Regions from separate parts of the Hordeum vulgare genome. Here region 2 is linked to region 1. Evidence: chromatin contacts called from public Hi-C data. All regions are on one chromosome and are shown on one strand. The core of a region is the stretch at or near the end of the contact, and the rest is flanking DNA. Distances in the headings are between cores, read along the strand shown.

Region 1 (7,366 bases), core at 4,418-6,917:
AAAAAACATATATTTTTTGAGAATTCAAAAACTACTCAAGAGTTTTGAAAAATGTTTGCATATAAAAAAATGTTTAAACAAAAAAGTCCATAAAATTAAAAAGTCAACGATTTAAAAAAAAAGTCCGTGTAAAAATCTTAAAAACAGTTCGTGCCTCTATTTTTAGTCTCATTTTTTATTTTCGTTTTTCTGTTCCATTTTTTAGTTTAAATAATTTAGAACTTTGATTGTTTTTGCAATTTATAAAATTGGGAATTTTGAAATAAAAGTTTGAAGAAAATATATAATGTTTGTGAATTCAAAAAATGCTCAGGATTTTTGTAAAAATATTCGCATATTCAGAAAAATATTCATAATTTTGAGAACAATGTTGGTGAAAACAATAAAAGTCCATGTTTTAAAAAAAAAGTTTGTGTGTTATTTTTTGAGTGCAATTGAAAAAAATGTTTGCTAATTTAAAAAATGTTCATGCATTTGAAGAAATGTCCTAAAATTTTAAAGACATAATATGATCAGCATCATTGGAGATTACAATTGTTTTTCTCCCGTTGCAACGCACGGGTCCTTTTGCTAGTATTAATAAAGCAATTAGTGCTTTTGTCATCCGTCATTAATATTACCCCAAAGTTGACATAAATTACGCACTGTGCCATCCATAAGTAAGAAAAACGCTTTCATTTTCCCCCCCAAAAAAGTCGCCGCGTAGTCCTTTATTTTATGAAGATGTTACAATAGCATCACCAATGGACTAGCGCTGTAGTGGCTGAGGCGTAGCACTCTTAGCCAGGCGACCAGGGTTCGATCCCCACATCTTGCACATTGATTTCGTTTTCTCACACAACGCCTTCCCCTATGTGTGTGTCTTCACGAGCCGGGCCGGCCCATCTGTTGATCTACATTCCGTTCTCTTTTTCTCATTTTTTTTCTTTTTTTTTCTTTTCTTATTCTGTTCTCTTCCTTCTTTATATTAATTTGGGGTTTTCAAATTTCAAATATGATGAGTTTTAAAGAAACATTCGAGAAATTATAAAATGCATGAGACTTTGATTTTTTAAGGAAATTATAGAAGTTTCATGGATTCAAAATATATTGATGTATTTGTAAACTGTTTGCAAATTACAAAACAAAATCATAATTTGAAAAAAAATAGTCGGGAAAGAAAATCATGTTCTTGATTTTGAAAAAAATGATCATTTGTTCAAAACATATTCGGGAATCTGCAAAAAGTGTCCATTAAATTTTACAAAATGTTCACAAAAAGTAAAAAAACACAAATTTTAAAATTTGTTCCCCCATTTTAAAAAAGTTAAACGATTCAAAAAATGTTTGTTGAGTCAAAAAATGCTCATGAATTCAAAAAAAATCCATGCATTTCACAAAATGTTCATACACAAAACAAAAAGGCAAAAATGTTCGTACAGAAAATACATTTCAGAATATGTGCACAAAAAATATTCGGGAATCTGCAAAAAGTGTCCATCAAATTTTTGAAAATGTTCAAAAAAAGTAAAAAAAACACAAATTTTAAAATTTGTTCTCCAATTTAGAAAAAAACTTAAGCAATCCATAACATGTTTGTTGAGTCAGAAATGCTCATGAATTCAAAAACTTTTCTTGCATTTCAGAAAATGTTCGTACACAAAACAAATGTTTTCAATGTTAGAGTAAGCTAATTGAGTTTTCTTTTTTCTCTCTTTACTAGCACAAATGCCTGACGGCGATAGTCATGCCGATTGATTAGCCACTTTTTGATTTGTATCACTACCATTAGCTTCATCTGCGTACATAGATGTATGATATGGATGTAAAAACTAATTTTTAAATTAGTATCATTCTTAATTCTCTAAAGCAAGTAGGACAATGCTTTGTCAATGTGAACAAATTGTACTACCCTCCCGAGTGGTTTGCTGATAAATCTCAGTTTGTTCGTAATGAACCTATGCTTTTTTTTTGTAGTAGTATGTTTTGAAGATCTATAGATGGAAATGTGTATATCATTAGGTGATTTGTTAACAATTTAGATTTTTGTTGCAAATAATTATGTTTCATCTTCTTTTCATTTGCTGTACTCCAAATTTGAAGGTTGATATTATATAAATTGTACCAAATTAATAAATATTGGTTGTGAGAAATTTTTTAGTATGTAACAATCACGAACATTAGGAAGCAATTCAAGGAAGGCGGCCCTCACGGTCTAGCTCAGCAAGATTAGTTTTTAAAGTTATAAATGTTCTCTTATGCCAGTGTGGTTAAATGGCATTGTGGTGGGTGAGTTTATCGCCTCAAGATTGACCATGTTCACACATGTGCGACAAGGTGAACGACCTAATGGTAGAAAGAAGGATAACTATGAGACGGATGGGTTACCGTATTTAAGTGGATGAGGCAGATTGTGTGTGCGGTGATGGATTTTGATGTTATTATTTTTCGCCCGGTGCAACGCACGGGCATTTGTACTTGTAAGGATCACTCGGGCATGCTAGCGCGTGCACTGTTACTTCGTCGGTGAAGGAAGCTAGAGTCGCGCTGTGTTGAGGGGGGTTACGAGATGATTTTGCAGTGCTTAATTGGATATTAGTGAGGCCATGGGCCCACCATAAAATTCACGAGGGTGTTTGTTTAGGCCTTTTAGGGTGAAAGATGTTTGGTCAAAATCACTAATTGAGCAATACTTTTTTAAAGTTACTTTCACATTCTGAGGTTGCGATAAATGACGCATTGTATGATTTTAGTTGTCACATTCTGAAGTTTTTCTTGTTTTATAGATTCATTAATTTAAAATGTTTTATTTTTTAAACCATGCGTCTAAATTGTGAACCATTTTTATCGTAGGTTTTCTCACGTTAAGATCTTTAAAAACTAGATTTCATGTTGATGCATTTTGTTAAACTTTTTTAAACAAAAAATAGATAGAAAAGTCTTAAAAAACTGCGCTTTTGCGAAAACAAATCAGTGTCATTCGTGAAAAGCAAAACCGTGTCTTTCACGGAAAAAAAGAAAACATCTTTTTTCATTTCCCAGAGGCGCGGTCGTGCCTTCCGTGGATGCAAAACCGTGTCTCTTGCAAATAAAACGTGTTGTCTTGGTTTCCAAGAGGCACGACCGTGTTTCTCGCGGAAAAAAAATCCGTACCTCTTGCATAAGCAAAAACAATGCTCATGTAGAAAAATAAACATGTTTTTTTTTCATTTAAGCATGACCGTGCCTCTCGTAAAAGGAAATCCATGCATCTAGCGGAAGAAAAAATGTATCTTTCGAGAAAGGAAAGAAAGAAAAACATGTTTCTTTCTATTTTCGAGAGGATGACCGTGCCTCTCGTGAAAGCAAATTCGTGTCTCTCGAGAAAGAAAAAAAGGAAAACATATTTTTTCATTTTCAAGAGGCCTCTCGCGGAAACAAAATCCGTGCCTCTTGAAAAAAAGTGTTTTCCTGTGCAAAAAGAATCAAATCTTTTTCATTCAAAATATAAGAAAGATAGGCGGAAAACCGAAACACCAAAAGTATCCAGAAAAAATCATGTAAACCCAAAATTACGAGCGATTATTTTCTAGAAGGAAACGTTCAAAACGCGATACGTGACTACGGCTGAAAATGCATAAAATGACGACGTCTCACAATGACCCTTGAGAGGCTCTTGAAGGAGAGCTCCTGAGATAGTTGCTCCGATGTTTCGTAGGTCTGTCATTTTTCATTCTAGGGCTACCTATCCTTAGTTCAAATCTTTAGGGCTTCCAACTCAAAGGAAATATTCCCGCAAAAAAACTCGAAGGAAATATGTGGGCACACAAGCTGACGAAGGTTGGTCAGTACCCATAACTCGAAAAAAAGGGTTGGCCAGAAGCGGGAGAAGGAACTTGTATTGACCGTTTTGTACGTCCAACAGCGCGCACATGCACAGACGTCCTGCGACCCGGACCAGCCATTAGCACTTTCACAACTTAAAAAACTCATTGAAACGGACGAGGCGCTGCCACTAAAACGGACAAGGCGAGTACTACTTGTCATAAAATCACATTCCTTTAAGATACCACCTAAGCGACATGTTTAATAGAACTTTTACAAATATTTGATTTTTTTGAAAATTTTGGAAAACAATCCAATGCCGAATATTTTTGGAAATAACAATGAATTCTCATATTCCATGTATTTTTTATTCTGAATGTTTTGGAAAATTTGAACAAATTTTGAAACAACAATCATTTTTTGAAATCCATGAACATTTTTTTTCATTTCTGCTTATTTCCTTCCTTTTTTCTGCGTTTTTCCTTTTACTTGTGCATTTGAAGCAAACAATTATTTTTTAATTTGAAGAACAATTTTTTTAAAATCTAGAACATTTTTTGAATTCATGAGGGAAGTTTGAAAAATGATAAAATTATTAAATTTGGAACTTTTTTAAAAGCAAGATCATTCGAAATTTAAGAAAAAATTTAAAGCACAAGCATTTTTTGAATCTTGACAACAAATTTTGAAACTAAAAACAATTTCGCAAAGTTGTGAAGAATTTTTTAAAGCATGAATATTTTCTAAATCTTGAGAACAAAATTTTGAAAAAGTGAACAAATTTTTAAAGAACGAACATTTTTTCAATCTTGAGAACAAATTTGAAACAGAGAACAATTTTGAAAAATCCTAAACAAATTTGGAAGCGCGAACAATTTTTTAAAGCATGAATATTTTTTGAATATTGAGAACAAAATTTAGAAAAGGATAATTTTTTTAAAACCCCGAACTAATTTGAAAGAGCGAACAAATTTTTAAAGCACGACCATTTTCTTAAGAACAAATTTTGAAACCGAAAACAATTTTGAAAAATCCGGAACAAATTTGGAAGCACGAACAAGTTTTCAAAGCACGAACATTTTTTGAATCTTGAGAACAAAATTTTGAAAATGAGAAGAATTTTTAAAAAACCCCGAACAAATTTGAAAGAGGGAGCAGATTTTTAAAGCATGATTTGTTTTTGAATCTTGAGAACAAATTTTGAAACCAAGAACAATTTTGAAAAATCCTGAACAAATTTGGAAGCGCAAACAATTTTTGAAAGCACGAACATTTTATGAATCTTGAGAACAAAATTTTGAAATCGTGAACAATTTTGAAAAAACCAAACAAATTTAAAGCACGAACATTTGTTGAATCTTGAGAACAAATATTGAAACTGAGAACAATTTTGGAAATTGCTGATCCAATTTAGAAACGCGAACAATTTTTGAAAGCAGAAACAGTTCTTGAATCTTAAGAACAAAATTTTGAAATGGAGAACATTTTTTTTAAAGGGAAAATTTGGAAGCGTGAATAACTTTTTAAAGCACTAACATTTTAAATCTTAAAAATAAATTTAAATCTTAATAACACATTTTGAAACTGAGAACAAATTTTCAAAAATATAGAACTTTTTTTTAAATCAAGAACATTTTTAGGAAAGAAATAGAAAAGAAAAGAATAAATAAAAAATAAAATAATAAAACCTGTACAGGGATCCTTCTAAAAGTTTGCCGAAACCGAAAAAATCCGATTGAAATCTCTAGAAGGTTCCCGAAATCGGGGCGCTGCAACCCGTAAATGGTTCAGCCCATTTAAAGTCGCCAGCTTCTCCGTTCTGTACGAAGCTGGACATCGCTTCGCACAAGAGCGGCAGTTCTTCTCTCTCGCTCATAGGGGAAAAAAGGAGGCTACGGCCAGGTCTCGTCTCCATTCTCAAAATGCAACACGAACGGGGAGAGGTGGCAGCTTTTTTTCGAACCGGGGTTTTCTCCTTTCCGTTATAGATATAAGGGAAATACAATGTCTTTTTTGAACCAGAACCAAAAAAGCTAGGCAAAGGAAAAAAACGAGTTCAGGACAATACTAGAAAACCCACCGTGTGTACGTGTCATCAGAACACAAAATATGAGGAGAGGTGACAGCTGACAAGGCCATCTATTTTGGGTTGCTAAATGGATTCTGGAACGTGTGAGCTCCTTAGTCCGAAAGGAAAGAGAAAAACTGTTTCATGTTGCAGTCACGGAGATGAGATAGATCGTAATTGAAAGGGATAAGAACAACTTCAACCGGCTAAATCAAATGAACATATGCTATGTTTGTATTTTGTTCGTTTGAATCGGTCCAACAGACATCCGTGTTGGTTTTTATAACTTGGCCTGCGCTTGCATCCAACACGACTAGCGATCCATTTTTAGACGACGCAAAAAAAATATGTGAACATTTGAAATATATTAAAACCATCAATTAAACATTTAAGAAGATAGCCTACATTATATTAAACATAAAATTAAATAAACAAAAACAAGAAGACGCGCTGTCCTAGATGTCCTCCTCGTCGCCGTCATTCAGACTCGTGAGGTCGACTAGCACCGGCGTCGGGCCAGTCCAGCGGAAGGTCGTCTCCGAGTCAGCGACGATGTGCTCCGCCGGTCATTGCATCGTCGCTCGCTGGGCAGCACGTCGCTCCTCCTCCTTAGCTTCGGCCTACGCTCCATCAACTCGATCCGTCGGGCCTCTGCGTCCTCCTCTGACACCGCCACTGCCGTGAGTGCTCTAGGTAGGCCGCCTCCTGCTTTGGAGTCGCACTCAACCAGACGGGTGGTGCGCTGACCCACTCGCACGCCACCCCGTTCCAGGTGTACAGCTCAGGCCTGAGAACCAGCGACCCTAGCTCGACAGGGGCAGGCGGGGCCTGCGGCGGCACGATGCAGTCGCCGGCAGCGAAGAGCGCAATGGCCCCCGTCAGCTGCTTATGACATGCCTCCTTCTCCTTCTCCTTCACTCGCGCCTCTTCCTCGCTCGCAAGCAAGACAGCCGCCAGCGCGTTCTTGTACGCAGCCTCCGCCTCCTGGTCTTCTTCGCGCACGACGAGGGGCGACGGCGCTCCAGCCACCACGTCACGGACGCCACGTCGGCGCTGCTCCTCGCACTCCCATGCGAACCAGGCCTCCCAGTCAAGGGAGTTTATAGCGTAGACGGGGTTGTGTCGATGATCTGGCATCGGGTGGTCCCGTCGGCGCCTCACCTCCTCCGCAAGCGCCCGCACCGATCGCGGCACCGCTGGCACTGGGATCCTCTCCTGATCCAAATGCCAGTCGTGCGGCAGCGTAACGACGGGGTAGGGGAGGGAACGCGGTGTTCCCAGTACCACCTCGCCTGGTGCACTGGTACGCTGACTCTTTAGTGAGGCGGACGGGAACGCGCCGACAAGGACGACGGGGGACTTGCCCATTTCTTTCCCGGAGAAGAACCCCATGGTGGTTGCTAGGGTTTGCCGCCGGCGGGGGAGCAGTGGGTGGCTAGATGGGGATGGGGGCGATTTCTGGAAGAGGATGAGCCCCCTCCCCCCCATCCACGCTTGAATTAAAAAAGACGCATG
Region 2 (7,399 bases), core at 2,965-5,464, 640 kb after region 1:
CTGTGTGTCCTTTGATCTAAATACCAAGCCGCTCCAAACCATACATGCGACTGTCACAACAGTTGGAACTGGTAGACCAAATCATTATCTTCACCGAGCAACTGGTTCTATTTCCTTAACCCTTTCATTTCCTCATTTACTTGTTGATGAAATTGATTGTTACTATTTGAAGACTTTCACTAAAGACTTTCTCAATTTCCTCAATCCAAATTCTTTAGTCACCTTCTCTTGCACCTGCTTATTGTGATTGCTCGCTACTTGTACTCTTGTATGCCTCATTTCATCATGTCGACTTTGCTATTGCCATGTTATGCTTGCACTTGAGTACTTTATCCGCAGTCAGTATTTCGTCACTTTGATAAATCCCCCACTAGTAATTCCTCGGTGAAGAATTTGTAAAAATCACCCAATCGGCCCCGCTCTGGTCGATGTAACACTTTTTTAGAATCAACAATATTGAATGGGCTTTCCTTTGGTCCAGAAGGGACGGAACCATTGATGCAAAATGCAAGGTCAACTGGGGAATCACTTGTCGTTCCTAAACCTTGGCGGCCTCGGTATCCTCAACCTATTCAAGTTTGCGTGTGCCCTTCTTTTGCGATAACTTCAGTTCAATTGGAAGGAGCCCAATAAAATGTGGGTGGGTATGGGAAACCCTTGCGATGACAAAGATCTTGACTTGTTCTACGCCTCCACCACTATCACCATTGGTAGGAGCAGGCACCTTTCTGGGACCCCCCTTGTCTCAATGGGGTGCGACCTTGGGAGATTGCGTCGTTGATTTATGATGTGTCCACTAGAAAGATGTGGAAAGTGGTCGAGGCCATGAGAGAGGGTGCATGGCTCTCCAAAGTCAAGCTAACCGAGAATTGGACAATTGAGCGCATTCGCCAAATCGCCTTTCCTTGGGTCCAATTATGCTAGGTTCATCTCATTAAGGGCAAGGATGACATCACATGGAAGCATGTGGCTAGTGGGTACTACTCAGCGGTTATGCTTATAAGATGCAATTATTGGCCTCACTACTTCGTGCACGGAGTTCACGGTATGGACCTCCCCCTCCCCCTTGAAGGTCAAATTCTTCATTTGATTACCTATCAAAAATAACTGGCGATAGATTGGAAAATGGGGGTGGCCAAATTATGGCATGTGTCAACTTTGCAAGAAAGAGCCCGAATTTGTTGGTCATCTCTTCTTCAAGTGTTGCTTCACCATTAGGCGTTGGGGGATGATTAGGGGGTCACTTCATCTCCACTCACCGACCCTTCATCATGAAGCACCATTCATTCCATCCAAGCTTGGTGGACTGGCATGTCGGATGCTTATCGACCTAATTGAAAGGCCATGGTTGTCGTAACTATGCTCTCTTCTTGAGTCATGTGGAACGAGCGTAACGCATAGGTCTTCTGACACAAGTCTGCACCACGACTAATCATGCTCGCCATCATCAAGGAAGAGGCCGCTCTTTGGACTATACGGGTGCCAAATATTCGAGTAAATTAATGTCGGTAGGGTGAGGCTACGTGTAACTGTGCAAGTAAACTGCCTTATAACTAATAGATAGGACAAATATATTGCATCCGTCTAAATATTTTTATGAAAGGAACCAGTACATGGATATTCCCTCCCATTTGGGGCTAAATTTCGTTTTTTGACCTTTTTGTTGAAGTAAATCCAGATTTGATCTACGTTTATAAAAATTTCGAGATCTCACATTTTTCCTACCGCCAAACCCCACGATAGTAGGGTATAACAACTTACCACCAAGGTCTCTCGCGGTAGGGTTACACGCCTACCGTAAAAAATTCTAAGTCTACACGCACGCACCCTACCGCGAGACACCTTGGCGGTAGGGGTGCATCTCTTACCGCCAACGCCTATGACGGTAGCCTCTTTTCATACCGTCAGGGACCTTGACGGTAGGTTGTTATACCCTACATTAATATGGATTCACGATAGAAAAAATATCAGATCTCGATTTTTTTATAAACGTGGATCAGATCTCGGTTTAATTTAAAAAGGGGTCAAAAACACGAAATTTTATCCTCATTTGGGTTCATGCATGTCTATTTGCATTGTTCGACGGTCTATTCTTTCTGGTTCCAGCTCTCGCAAGCTCACAGTCACACATTCCCCATTTGCTGGTGGTCCTCTCTCTCCGCCACAGATCTTTTCCGCTCCTCTCTCGCCGTGCGGCACCGCCGTTCCACGGGGACGAAAGGCCTCCACCTGCGCCCCTAGATTTGCTAAAAGCCAACCAACGGTGAACCGGGAGTAGAGTAAATCTTTGCATCAATCAACACCCCAGAACGAAAGGTGGAAACCGTTTCGCATGGCCGTGACTGTGACCGTACTGTTATCGCGATTTTGAAATGAAATACTATAAAACGGGAGAGAGAAGACGCCTTTGGCAAAAATATAATCAGCTCCCGGACGAAAAGGAAAGGCTGGCCGCTACGGCCAAGCAGTTGGAGACAAACGGGCCATACGCAACAATTCAATCATTCACGGGGAGCCTCCTGTCCTGTCCTGGGGAATCGAAAAGAAACCATACCATTGGGTGGAACCCACCATCGCGCCCCGGCCCGGGCCCTTGGGTGAAAAGTAAGCCGTTTCCGCGCAAGAGGAACCTCAAGCAGCTGATCTGATTGACCAACGCGCACTGCCGCTAGTACGTATCTACGTAACTTTCTATGGCGTGAGAAGTGAACTGCTGCACTTGCTCATGAACAGCACTTGACACTTGACACTTGACAGTTCCTTCATTGTGTTTCTTCCATGGTTCCACCTTAGCATCCTTGTGCGGTTACCTCTTTCCGGTTCAGTCTCATCAAGGATCCGATCGTTCTCGTTCATCACGATCTCGTGCGGCCCGGAGATACGCGGGCGAGCTGAGCGTGAGCGGCGTCGCAGCTAACACAAAACTGCACATGGATCGGCGTCGACGTCAGGCAGGCCGGACAAGGACAACCGTCTGTAACCGAAACTCTCAACAGAAACTGCGATCAACCACAACAGCGAGCGAGCCGCGGTGCAGGTCCTTGCCAAGACGAGAGAACGGCCGGGTCGTTGCCCCATGAGATCATCAGACAAAAGCATCGGATGGCCGTGCAGCCACCGGCAGTCGCGTAAGATCATCGGCGCCGGCCGCAAGACTGGACAGGCGGCGCCGTTTCCTCTCGGGTTGTTTCGTTCTTTCTGGAATGCTCCAAAATGAAGATATGACAGAGGACGGTGCTGCGTAAACTGCTACCCGTCCGTACTTAGGCCGCTGCTTCTGCTAATCTAACGGACGGTGTTCATTCAGCCTAGATACCTTGAACCAATAGCACCGGCTGTCTGGTGTGCTGATGCTGATGGTGATGCATCTGGTCAATGGCAACAGCACCACGGGTGTCGCCAGTGGAAGAATCTCGCGGCTACAGTCAGCCTAGTGCAATAACGCAGGAGGAGGTTACGATACGACTCAAAAGTAGAGAAGAGAAGACGTCACATAATCAAACCTGAGTAGACCCATAATACTCCCTCCGTCACAGTTTATAAGACATGTACGTATATCTAGGTCGTCAATTGAACTTATATAAAATATATTGTTTAACATAAAAATTATATTATTAAAAAATAGAACATTTAAAATTATATTATTAAAAAATAGAACATCTAAAGTTTAGTTTAACTTAAATTAACGACATAGGTACACGTGCATGCTTTATAAACTGTGACGAAGGAAGTACTAACAGCTGGAGTAGATCGGCCAAGTGGCGAGCACATAAGCAGTGAGAGAAGAAGCTTTTCAATTAAACTAAACTTTGTGCGGGCGGTGCGGATCAAGGCAAGAGCTAATTGACAAGGGAGATGCCGGGGATCCTTTGGAATGATGATGGATCTGAGATAATGACTGTCCACTTGTGCGGACCCGCCCAACCTCCCCTCCCCAACAAGGTTAATCTTGTGCGATAATAAAGGATGACACAAACAACGTATACTATTGGCCAGATCCTGGAAGGGCTCTGGCCGCCGGGGGCCAAGGTGATGGGGCTACCAGACTGGAGAGGGACAGGGCACCATTGTGGCATTGTGTCACTTGATGAAATCAGAACCGATGCCACGGATTTTTCTGGCAAATAATAAAATGCACATCGAGCTCCAGAGGGGTGCCTGCCGTGCCCGTGTGTGTGGCCCATGATGCTGTTGCGTGTAGGCAGCACGCACTATGTCCGTACAACTTGGAGGAAGGTAGGGCAACTCGCAGGAAAAGAAAAAAGAGGAGGGTAGGGTAGAGCAGGAAGAAGCCGGAGCGAGTTAAGGGCCCGGATAAGAGAACAGCTGGGCTGGGGCCCATCTGCCCGTGTCGTGGCCCTGGGCCACAACATTTTAAATGGTTTTCGATGTGTCGCTGGCTGCGCGTAGCCAAAAGCTGGCAGACGAGATATTCGCTGGGATAGATTTTCTTTACAAGGGGATTCGTTTGAGACATATGGGTCCGTACCAGTGGTGAAGGAGGCAGCCTGGCGTTGTCGGCCAGTCAATTCCTTATTTGACTAGGCCCTTCAAGTGTCCTGGGGCTCTTTTGGCGAAAAACTCTTTCCAGGTATGGTTTCTGTCTCCCACTCTTCAGGTACTGTTCAACTGAAAACTCTCGACAGCAAGCGATTCATCATGGCGGGCGCAGCACAAACAGAAAAACAGACACGATTCAGAAAGAGCGCCCGTATATGTACAAGGCTCGGATGCCCACGCTACCATATTGTACTGCTCCCTCAGAATCCATATCAATTGTCGTTGATTTAGTACAAGTATCTACAACTACTATTAGCATTGACGAGTTTGATCAAAAGTGCTGTATTTCATCAGTTGGCTAATACAGTGTATAACAAGCCATGTACAACAACAGATGTGCTGCAATGGAAGAAAAGAACGACAATGACAGGTACCCATGGCTGCCCTAAGAACTGCAGGTGCGGTATACCTCACCGCGCATCACGTCGACTGGCCCATGATCATGTGCATAGCGATCCGGGCCAAGATACGCGCCGGTCTTCTCCAGGAGGGCCAAGGCCTCCTCCCTGCCGTACTTTGAGGAGTAAAGGTTCAAGTATTCAATGTCCTGCGTTACAAAATCGAGAAACAAGTGTTAGCTAGGAGTAAGTTTCTGTTTAAAGTGGAAATCTCGAAGAATTCATTTGATTATTGTAACCAATCTAGCCAAAAGTTGTACCCTTGGAAAACAAAAGGTAAGGTGAACTCGTGAAATAGGACAAAAATGAACTACTCACTCCCTTCACAAATATAAGATGTTTTGGATATTTCAATATGAACTACATACGGACTGAAATGAGTGAACAAGCACACTAAAATGCATCTATATACATCAGAATCAAAAAAGGTTAAAACATCTTATAACAGTGAACGGAGGGAGTAGCATTTTCAAAAAAAAAAAAGCATCACCTGCATGCCACTGAGAATGCGTTCAAGCCTGAGGGATGCAACTGGTTCCTTCGACGAAGAAAACACCTCACCAGGGTAAAACAGAACCCCGTCGCCTGGAGGAAGGCCGCGTCGGAAACAGATCTGCAACCACACATGTTTGAGAATAAGAGCAAACATAATATACCAAGTAAACAAAAACACAGTCTATATCTGAAATGCAAAATAAACATTGAAGTCAGAATAATGATGTCAGATACCTGAATTAACAGGAAATGGTATATTAAAGCACTAAATCGTATAACAATACAAATGCTGAAAGTGCAGTTTAAGATTAAACATACTACCTCCTTTCCGGTTTTATTAGGCTTGCGTGTATCTCTAGGTTGACAAATAGATCAACGTAATACAAGTTATATCACAAACGGTATATCATTAGAAACTTCAAATCATATACTCCTTGTGGTGTAATCTTTAGACTATACAACTAATCTTATGTTGGTCAAATTATAGATTTAGGGATACGCACATGCCTAGTAAACCGAAAAGGAGGTAATAGAACATAAGACAATCTCAAACCTATAAATATCATCCATATATACGCTAAAATAAGAGTTACTAGATACATCTTCATTATACCTCTATAGTCTTACTTTAGTAAGAAAACTATCTTCTCACTTTCTACACATTTATACTTGTTACACAACAGCAAGCATCTTGTATGCATAGGAGTTCAACATCCAAACCCATGTGCAGGTAATATTTCTCAAAAATACCGTAGCTTTTTTATAATATGAGCACCAAATACAATAAATTTGAACTATTCCCAATCAAGTTCATAGATGGGAACATAAAACAACAATCATATTTCATGCAGGCCAACTACCTCCATGTCTAGCAACAAAATATGAATGTGAACTTGAAACTTCCATGAGCAAGCAAGTATCATAAATCATGTTTTCTTGCTTATAATGCAACACAAACATTATTTTAAAACTTATAACATACCAGCATATCTCCTTTTCAATTCTTCCAACACAAAATGAATCTACTAGAACTTTTTAAGAGATGTTTGATGTATTAGGGCATCTACAACGGTAAACGCTTGTGAAGATGCTAACAGTGAAAAGAATTAATATTACAAAATTAAAAAAGTGCCTAAGTGCCCTACCTTACAACGGCAGGCCCTAATTACATGGTTAAATTGAACTACCAGGGGGCTTCGCCTGAGAAGAAAAACAATGAAGTGCTCGGTGCACGGTCTCGCGCCGATGCTACACATATCGTTGTGATTCCAGTGGTAACTGCCCAAACAACCAGGAATCTGATCCTGGCGCCCGTGCTAAGCGCCGGGCGTTGTACAAGCCCTTAGGAACAACCTCCAAAAAATACTTGGAATTTTTTGTCAATTTGGTGCTTGAACAAGGGTTTGGTACTTGAACCAGGAGATATTTCAAACTTGCACCCCACATGTTACCGGAACAAAACTAACAGGCAACTTTCACACAAATTATTTATATAGAAAATGATCACGCCCTTCAGATTAATGTCACCTCATTGTATCAAGAGGTTTTCCAATGTATAGCGTACCTCTGCACTTGGAATCATAGCCTTCTCGTAGCAGTTGGTACCCCAGTAGAGAAATCCTGTGCCACCCTCCTTCCATGCTCTCCACATCACTGCCCGATGCTGGGTTCCGCGCATCCCAAGGTGCCAATTTGGTTGAGGATCAGAAGGGCCCATACAAACATATGTCCACCACTCCTAGATACGATTAAGATGGTTTCATCAAGATACGAGACAGAAACTCAAGAAACCAGAGAGCATCATATGTGCATACCTGACAGAAAATTTCATAAATAATAAAACCACTCTATATGAGAAAGCCATATAAAATGTCATTGTCCAGGACAGTTTTTCTAAGGAGGTTGACCAGGAAACTTGAGATGGTTCATAGTTAAAACAGTAGGCT

What was found. Hi-C and Micro-C count contacts between places; a contact is called where the count stands out from the background.
Region 2: a contact with region 1 is called in a Hi-C map of seedling, with 2.6 times the contacts expected there. The contact joins two enhancer-like sites. A contact is called at or near these places in 3 of 6 Hi-C or Micro-C datasets (leaf and seedling).

The regions. Positions count from the first base shown.
Region 1 is chr2H:139,134,459-139,141,824 of MorexV3_pseudomolecules_assembly, forward strand. No RefSeq gene overlaps it. Among protein-coding and RNA genes, the nearest start is that of LOC123429799, 41 kb to the right of the region's middle. Within about 2 kb of position 5,668, at least 2 of the 3 cell types and tissues checked have open chromatin away from gene starts, as enhancers often do. A contact at or near this core is called in seedling, where this site is marked.
Region 2 is chr2H:139,772,082-139,779,480 of MorexV3_pseudomolecules_assembly, forward strand. LOC123425565 reads right to left here. Exons shown (of 16, transcript XM_045109255.1): 14 at 7,018-7,191; 15 at 5,449-5,571; 16 at 4,696-5,107. The coding sequence ends at 4,946. Among protein-coding and RNA genes, the nearest start is that of LOC123425565, 12 kb to the right of the region's middle. Within about 2 kb of position 4,215, at least 3 of the 3 cell types and tissues checked have open chromatin away from gene starts, as enhancers often do. A contact at or near this core is called in seedling, where this site is marked.